2 separate regions of the Zea mays genome follow, and region 2 is linked to region 1. A link is a contact called in public Hi-C data. All regions are on one chromosome and are shown on one strand. Each heading gives the region's core, a stretch centred on a gene start, on an enhancer-like site or on the middle of the called end of the contact. The rest is flanking DNA. Distances are from core to core; before and after follow the strand shown. Region 1 holds the start of LOC100193689 (hydroxymethylglutaryl-CoA lyase). Region 2 holds the start of LOC103634668 (calmodulin).

The links. Hi-C and Micro-C count contacts between places; a contact is called where the count stands out from the background.
Region 2: a contact with region 1 is called in a Hi-C map of leaf, with 3 times the contacts expected there. The contact joins the promoter of LOC103634668 here to the promoter of LOC100193689 in region 1. A contact is called at or near these places in 4 of 25 Hi-C or Micro-C datasets (ear, leaf and tassel).

Annotation. Positions count from the first base shown.
Region 1 is chr8:3,734,988-3,739,676 of Zm-B73-REFERENCE-NAM-5.0, reverse strand. LOC100193689 (hydroxymethylglutaryl-CoA lyase) reads right to left here and starts at 2,105. Exons shown (of 8, transcript NM_001138781.1): 1 at 1,806-2,105; 2 at 1,337-1,511; 3 at 989-1,168. The coding sequence starts at 2,008.
Region 2 is chr8:3,883,677-3,888,419 of Zm-B73-REFERENCE-NAM-5.0, reverse strand. It overlaps LOC103634668 (calmodulin), which reads right to left and starts at 2,347. Exons shown (of 2, transcript NM_001112020.2): 1 at 2,117-2,347. The coding sequence starts at 2,192.

The sequences.
Region 1 (4,689 bases), core at 856-3,355:
GAATCATAGGAGTATAATCAAGAGATCACTGTCGTCCTTAGTTCTGATATTACCCTGCCTGAACATGATTAGGGTCTAGGGATGGATAAACCGAGAGTCTTCCCCTCACAAATGCAGAGAGGTTGCTTCAAACCCACGACCTGGTGACTCGGTGAGACAGCTCTCACCACTGCACCAGGCTTGCCAGGATCAATTAAACTGGAGAAGCTATGTATATGTTCACTTCTGAAAACAGATGTACTCCGTCCCAACAGCTATGATACTAGAGGAATATTAGCTGTGAAGGTAAAAACAAAGATACCAAGGTTCTATAGGATCCAAGGTACTAACTGATTCTATTGGCACGACCTGACACAATAAATTCCATTCAGAGCCTTTAGAGAGAGGCATATTCCTGCCGAGGGTCCACACAGAGTAACCACCATATTGCAGCAATCTTCTGATGACACTGGAAAGGGGTTTTGTGTAGCTGACAAATTTCCATGATGTTATATTCACTCCATGAAATCTCTGGTGACACTCCAATGAAAGAGTAGAATTATGCTCACGCTCATTTAGGCAAAGTAAACAAATCAGAACCCAATCCAAATGCCTTTTCTGATGTCAATGGTCTCACCATTTTCTAAATTTTTACTAAAAAGGAAAAAAAAAACTATACCAATTTAGTTTATGAGGGGAAAAAACTTTAATACTTTGGAACAGGTACGACATTTCTGACATATAGGCACAAGAGAATCATCTTTATGATAAACAGGAGGATTATTTGTTTCACAACTCTGGAATGCTACACAACATAACTAGCGACAAATATATCTAAAAAGATATATAAACAGCCTCAGTCCTGCCTGCTCCATGAAAATTCAATTACATATTGAAGAAAAACCCAAGTTGTAAATCAGGGTCCTGAGAAAATCAATGTGTACAATAGGTGCAGATAAAACAGGTGTCTAATCTGAATGTTCTCCAGAGATTTTGTAAAGCACTATACCTGAGGTACCCATTTTGGAGATACAAAACTCGTTGCCTCCACAACAGGTAATCCAGATGTGGCCAATCTTCGTATAAGCTCAACCTTTACAGGTGTTGGCACGATGTCCTTCTCGTTCTGTAGACCATCTCGTGGCCCTACTTCCACAATTTTTACATACCCTGGCAGGTCATGTAGAACCTGGAATAGGAACTTACTTAAAATAATAATGATTGGAAGTCTAATGTAAAGCACATCGCCAAGTTGTTTGGAACAAGCATCTGAAAATAACAGTTAGATCATCTCTGTAGTCTACAAAAGAATAGCAAGTAAACCAAACCAATGAATGGGTATGATACTTCAACACACCTTGCTCCCGGCCCATATACTCCCTTGATGAGAAGATGAAAAATATCTGTAGATATGTTGGTTCCGTGAGGAACAGCCCGCACCAAAAACATGGTGGCCCAATGCAGCAGGCACTTTGCCTCCATCTAGCGTTGACTGCCTTTGATTCACCAGTCTCTTCCACTGATAATATTCCCTATTACAGACAAGAACTCAAGAAGTTGAGATTTAGCTGAAGTAAACAATGATGAGAAAAGCAACTATTCCGATCCTGAGAAATCACTGAGCATTTCCCTTTTTGCAGGGTGTGAGTTAGGAGTTGATCAATCATTGGGAACCTAACTCCTCTGAAGGGACCAATGGACTCAGGTAGTCACTAGATCAGTTGCGAACGAACAATTGAGGCCCCTGAGGCCCTGATCACGAGATCAAGCAATGGCACTACCAAAGTCTGGCCTCACGGTTCTGAATTCTGAACTCCGATGCTCACCTTGAATCGCCCGAGGAACTGCAAGGCAGCGCCGGCGGCGCGTCTGCCGCGTGGTGACTCCCCGTCTCGCCGAACCCGGCGCCTGGGAGCATCCCAGAGCCCAGCACGGGGGAGCTCGCCAGTGCCGCCGCCGCAGCACCGGCGGACAAGGAGGCGTGCGGAGAGGCCAGCCTAGAGCCGACCTTGGTGGACGCCGCCAGCATCCTGCCCGCCGGTGAGCTCGTTAGCTCGGTCTCAGACGAGAAGCTCCTTGAAGCTTCAGCGGGTGGGAATGGGAGAGACGAAGCGAGGCGCGAGTTCAGGACGGAGAGGACAGAGAGGGGGTGGGTTGCGTTGCGTCTGGGTTTTGGCCTCCGACATCCGATAGCAGCTGTGTGCCTGTGTTTGCAGCACTCGGATGGGACATGGGAGTAGATTCCGGACCGGCCCGATCATCATACTTCGTGTGTTAAGGGGCCGTTCGTTTCTCCCCTAATAGAGGCCTAGCCGATTTATTTCTCCAATTTATATAAGTTTTGATCGGCTAGAATGATTTCTAGTCCACTACTGGACATACGAACAAGGCCTAAACAGGTTTGGATAAAAAAGCCTAAATTTTTTTGGACCGTACCAGGTCAGGTTGAAGTATAAAAACAGTGGCTCACACCGGCCTAAATTAGGCCATGTCTTCGTTGTGTCGTGCCGGCCTAAGCTCAGCTATATATTTAGTCACATAAAATCAAATTATTACAACCACTTAAAGTCTATAACTTACTAAATTAAAGATATTAAACAATTATAGCATCATTTGACCATATAAAGCCCAAATATTACAACAATATAAAGTGTATAACTTATTAAATTAAAAAAATTGAACAACATTGGTGCGGGCTGTGTCGGGGCTCGACGGGCCAGAATTTGAGGTCAGACCTAGGCCCACCTTCGGCCTATGTTAGCTTGGCCCATATTATTTCATGTCGGTCCGTGTTTTGGGCTCCTGTTTTTGGGTCGTGCTCGTACTGGCTCAAAAATTCCGGTCCATATTCCCAGCACTAGTATAGATGCACAGAAAGCCCGAAAGCCCACCCCGAAGCACGTTTTTTGGTCTGATACTAGCCCGATTCGATCCGCTTTTATACATGATCGGGCTGGCACAAATAAGCGGGCTGGACCCAAACAGAAAACTAAGCCCGACGGGCTAGCCTAGCGTGTCCCGTTTACCTCTAAGCCTGTCTAGCTCACTTTTTTTACTAAATCGTGCTTACCGGTCCGCTTTTTTTGTCCTTATCGGGCCGAGCCGTTTAGGGATGGAGCGGGCCGGGTTTGGACAAGAAAACAAGGCTTGACCCGGTTTTCTAACTGTGCCTGGTGAGCCAGACCCAAACCGTGTCGGGCTTCAGCGGGTCCAGGCCGAGTCGGGCGGTCCGTTTGGCCATCTCTACGTGAGAGTGTGGGACTCATTTTGCCTTGGCCCTTGGGGCTAGAGATGGCAACTGAGACTCGATCCCTGATTCCTTACGGGGAATTCCTCCATTAGTGATGGGAATATGGAAGTTTCTTTTCCCACGAGGATGTAAATGGTGAAAAATTCTTCCTCAACGGATAAACCAAGATGGGATGGAGAAGCATTTCTCATCCCCTTTCCCTACGTGACCTGTTAAACTTACACGCAATGACGTTTTCACGTAATAGTTAATGATAAAAATAAATAATTACCTTATCAAGAGATCACTCATTGTACAAATGTGTTTATTTTGATATACATATAATGATTTCTTACATCTAAAATGTGTATAAATGGTAATGCTTTGCATTAATAACATATGAAGTACGTCCTAATTATAATTTAAGCGGAGGCGGGGATCCCTGACGGGGATTTATCCTTGCGAAGAATAGGGATGGAGAAGAAATGTCCTCCGCAAGCGTTCGTGAAGATCCCCGCGGAGAATTTTTTTTCATCGCATGAATGAGGATGGAGAGCTAAAACCCGACGGGAAATTTCATGTTACCATCCCTACTTAGGCGCGGTCTCACGGACCTAAATACCATTTTTCCCACCATTCCCAAGTACATTTCTATTATGTAGACTTTCTATTATAATCACTATATTTTATTTTTTTCCAAAAACAATACTTTCCTACTTACAAAACATCTGTAACTATTCTCCATATACACTATAACTTAGTTATTTGATGTTTATTTATTATTTTTTAAAAATATAAAAAAATCACACTATATTTGTGTTGGGGACTTGTTCTCAAATGCTAAGAGTTAAGAACAAGACAACATAAAAAGTGTTAAATGTTAAAGTTCTTCGTCTTTCAAGACATTATGTCCTTTTCGATATAATGAATTCCGGACGAAGGTTACGAAGGTTATGAAGAAAGAAACCTTCGTAGGATCGACAGATGATACAAAATATAAATAATAATGTGAATATTATCATCAAATTATTTTTTATTTGCATTATCATATCCACAATAACAAATTATAAATGTACCTTCGGATTGATGGAAAGTAAAGGTACAGGCGTAATGCGGAGAGCGAATGCCAAGTCAGCATGAACAGTACGGGAGTACTGTTCATCTATTTATAGACACGGGACGCAACCCGTGTAAAATTACATTAATGCCATTTACATTTATCAATAACTCTATAGTAATTCTTCGAGGTCTAATTTGGATTTTCATCTTTAAGTCGGTTCCCCTTTTCTGCTGTCATGTCGAAGCTTTTCTGCGCATAGCTTCGTGATTATCTTAGCCTTCGTCATGATCGCCTTCCATCCCACTCAAGCTTTGTCTTGACCATACTCTTGTATACCCGTACCCTGATTACGAAGATACCTGTTCACATATTTCACTTGGAAAACATTGTCAAATTATGTTTTTGAGGACCTTCGGAAGCC
Region 2 (4,743 bases), core at 1,098-3,597, 150 kb before region 1:
TTGCAGGTGTTCAAATGCATGATAATGGATTTTAATATGGTTAAGACTCCCTAAAAACACAAACCCAAATTTAACGAGCACTTGTTGATAAGCTGTGAAGAGATTTGGTTCATATTATACTGCAATACAAACTACAACTAAACTCCATGATTTCAATAACATTAGTGCAGAACTGCAGACATAAATATCCATACAGAACTGGTGTTTGAGTAGGAGAGAAGGATCTGTAAGAGGAAGACAAGAGATTCCAAACAAGTTAAAGTGCATTAAGAATGAAATGGAGCAGGTCTTGGTGAACTAGAATAAGATCAAACATAGATGGCGATAGTATTTTGATAAACTGTTCGGTGAGAAAAATGAGGACACAAACTTTTAGTTGGATCACTATTTTGATGACACCAATAAGAGTTTTGTACGTACGATCCAAAAATCTAAGGTTAGAGAGATATTGAAAAGGATAAAAGGGGAAAGGCGATGTGCTATAATGGTATCCCAATGGAGCCATGAAGATGTCTCGAGAACATAGCTATAATATAGCTAACAAAGTTGTTCAACCATATCTTTCGATTGAACAAGATGCAACAAGTTAAGTATATTAGTACTGATATATAAGAATAAGGGAGATATTCAAAGTTGTACTAATTACCGGAAAAATAAGTTGATGAGCCACACTATGAAGCTATGGGAGAATTATCGAGCACCGTCTGAGAGAAATAACGAGGAACTCTATGAGCCAATTTGGTTTATACCCGAAAGGTAAACCATAGAAGCCATTTTATTCATAAGACAAGTGATGAAGTAGTATAGGGAGCAGAAAGATCTACATATGGTTTTTATTGACTTGGAGAAGGCTTATGAGAAAATACCAAGAAAGGTTATGTTGTGAGCATTGGACATAAAGTTCCAACGAAGTAAGCTGGACTCATTAAGAACATATACAATAATATTGTGACTAGTGTTCGAACAAGTAATAGAGACACGAATAACTTACCGATTAGAATTGGACTACACAAAGGGTCTAAACCTTGTTATGGGGGTACAAGGACAATACCACCGTAAATATTCGACAAGGGATCTTTGTGTGCTGCTCTACTGCTTACCACAACCCAGGGGCCCAGCCCGGTTACCAGGAGATGACCACGACAAACACCTTAAGCACGACAAGGGAGACAAGGGTTTTATGGAGGTTCGGGCCGCCGAAGCGTAATACCCTACGTCCTCTTTGGATGTATTGGATTGCAGAAAATGGGCTAAGTCCTATTACAGGAGGCTAGCTAGAGACTGAGAATGAAAATGCGTGGAGTTATCTAAAAAGGAGAACAGATCAGGCGATGAGAGAAATATTCAAGACACAGAACTCAGTGCTCGTCTTCCTCCTCCGGCTGTCTCTCTTCATTCCCCATTCTGTGTTCTAATCCTCCATCTAATTTCTTCCTTGCTGCTCTTATTGTTGGTGATCCGTGAGGGGTTGCTAACAGTTCACCACCTTCAAGGTATTCCTGCCAAAACTAACTAGTGACTCAACATGCTCTTATAACTAGATCACACCACGCTGTGTCCTGCGCTACATCCAAGCTGCAGGCAGCAGCATCTGCCGCTAACCTCCTCACACGTTCGGGTACTTTTTACCACCTCCTCACATGATCCCACGCTTCCTACTATCGCTATCCCGGTTGACCATAATGGGGGAACTCCCGTGGTATGGAATGATTCCTAGCTGGAATTCCATACAACCTCCAATCGTCGGATACTAGAGCCACCAGGTCGATCTGCGTCCAGATTTCCGCCCAGGTGACACCTTCACGCGGCTCCGTTGCCAAAAGCAATTGTCTCCTCGTTGGGGACCATACTCAGAAATTGCAAGAACTAGTCGTAACATGATAGAGCCCGCAAGAGATAAGAGGACGTGAGATCTGCATCTACATGTCCGAGATACCCCGAGAGTTAAAAAAACACACATCCAAATCTACCCCGCGATCCGCTTGATGTGAGATGTCATGGACACAGCCAGCGGTCATGTGAGATCTCCCGTCGCTTCAGTGGCGTGAACCTACCATGCCACATCAAGCCGCGCACGTCAGGAGAGAGGGAGAGAGAGCGGGGGCGAGGAGAATACCGTCGCCGTCCTTGTCGAAGAGGCTGAATGCTTCCTTGAACTCGGCGATCTGGTCGTCGGTGAGCTGGTCCGCCATGGCAATCTTAGGGAGGATCTGAGGGAGGCAGGCAGAGAGGCAAACCGCGAATGGAGGAAGTCTCGAAGTGGGGAGAGAGAACAGGAGAAGGGAGCAGTGCGGTCAGCGGTCAGAGGCAGTCGCAGACCGACCATGCGCGTGAACTTTTTTTTACTGCCTCCACTATCAGCCGCCACATCCTTTTTTTTTAAAAAAATAGATTTTTTGGAATTTTTACTTTCAGATTATTTTTTGAAATCAGGCGGGTAAGCACTCATCCAAAAAGACCAGAAACGGGTGGTCGGTCGTCGCATCGATCACCCATTTAACCCGCCAACGCTGCTGCCACACTGGGTGATACCGACTGATACGAATTATCAGAGTCGGTATCGCTTTGCGTTGTATACAGCATAAAGACGATTTATCGTATTAGAGATGAACCGGCTTTAAACTAGGTGATTAGATGCTTATTGATATGTGAATTGTGAAGTAGATACTAGATGGATTAACGAATTTCATTTTTTCTACATCTATTAGAATCTAGCATTATATTTTGAATTGTTGAACCTGAATTAGAATCTAATAGATAGGTTTTTTCCTGTCTGCTGTCATTTACTTCACAAATCATTATAAAAAATAAATTTGGTTGGTTATTGAATTGCAAATTAGCATTTTTATTTTTATAGATACCACATCGAGTGTTGCCTCTGCTTCAATAACACAATCACCAACAACAACTATCAAGTCAGATGGTCCTGCATGGAAGCATTGCTATTGTCCATATTTAAAGAAGTATTCACTAAAGTATAACTATTGTGACAAGTTGATCAATGATAGAATTACAAAAGTAAAGTACCATCTTGCTAACATTGCAGGCTTCAATGTTTCTAAGTGCAAGAAATTTCCAACTCCTGTTAAAGAAGAGATGATGACTTTGTTTACAAAGAGTATGCAAATGAGCAAAAAAGGAAGGAAAAGCAAAGAGAAAGGGATAAAATTGATCTTGATAACTCAGGAGGTGATAGGTCAAGTGAAGAAGATAGTGAATATGGGGATGAGGTTATTGTGCTCAAGTCAACAAAAGGTGGCAGTAGCTCTAGATTAACAACAATTGGTGGCAATATTGATAAATTCTACAAACCTGGGTCTATTGAAGATTTTGTCCAAAAGAACAAAAGAGGATTGAGCACTAGCCAAAAAAACTCAAACGCAATTGACAACTCAGAAAAGAGAGGAGAGGAGGGATAGAGCTTGTGAATATATATCTCACTTCTTTTATGAAGATAGTATTGCACATAACACAGCCACCCTTCCTAGCTTTGCTCATACGATTGAGGTAGTTGGAGCATTTGGTAGAGGTTTGAGAGGTCCTAGTCCATATGAGACGAGCAGACCATTCTTGAAAATGCAAGGAAAAGGTGTTGGATAGATTTAAGAGCCACCAAGAATCATGACAACTCATAGGTTGTACAATTATGCCAGATGCATGGACAGATAGAAAGGGTAGGGGATGAATTTAGTTGTCCATAGTGCTCAAGGGGTTTGTTTCTTGGATTTTATGGACTGCTCAGCTGTCAATAAGGATGTCAAATATATTTTTGATCTTGTGGATAGATGCATACAAGAGATAGGATAGGAACATGTTGTGTAGGTGGTCACAAATAATGCTAGTGGCAATACAACATCAACAAGTCTATTGACAGCAAAGAGACCCTCCATTTTTTGGAATGTATGTTTTACTCACTGCCTCGATCTCATGCTCGAGGACCTTGTAAAGCTTGGAGTTGTTGAGAAAACAACTGCTAGTGCAAGACATGTGACTGCCTTCTTATATGCTCATACAAGAGTGTTGGATTTTGTCGGTACCCTGAAACAGGGGTACCCCTTACTACAGCATAAAGACATGGTGCCCGCGCGGCTATCTCTAGCCGCGTGGGGAACAGCACCCGACCCCACCACGTGGACGGCTCCGGGGCCGCCACGTGGCCAGAGAAGACGATATCCTCCAAGGTATCAACGGTGGGTTCAGACCCCCATGGGAAAGTGTAGGACCCCTGCATATACGGACCGGACCTCCGGGCAGGGTCCAGGACCTCCGCGGGTACAGACCAGACCCCCGGGACGGGTCCCGGACCTCTCTGTGTGGGGTCCGGCTCACTCTCAGCAGAGTCTCGGGATTCTGGGACAAAGAATACTCAGGCCTTAATCAAGGCCGGGCGGGGGTCCGGAGCCGACACGTGTCTGGACCATACCGTGTACGTTACTGCTCCCCGCTCATGCGGAGTCCCAATGCTGCCACGTGACCTATCGCCCGTGACGTAAGCCGGCGGGCGGAGCTTGACGTAAGGCCTCTGGGCCGCGCGACAGCTGCATTTATTGCGGATAAGGTGTGCCGCCTGTCTATTCTACTGGCAGGTGATGTGCCGCCGCAGCATTTAATGAGCGCTGCCACTCCGCTGGCAGGCGATGTGCCGCCTCAGCATTTAATCTGCCCTGTCCACTCCGTTGACGGACAGCGACCAGGCCATCCTGCAGGCGCGCGTGCATGTCCATTCCGTTGGTAGGCAGTACG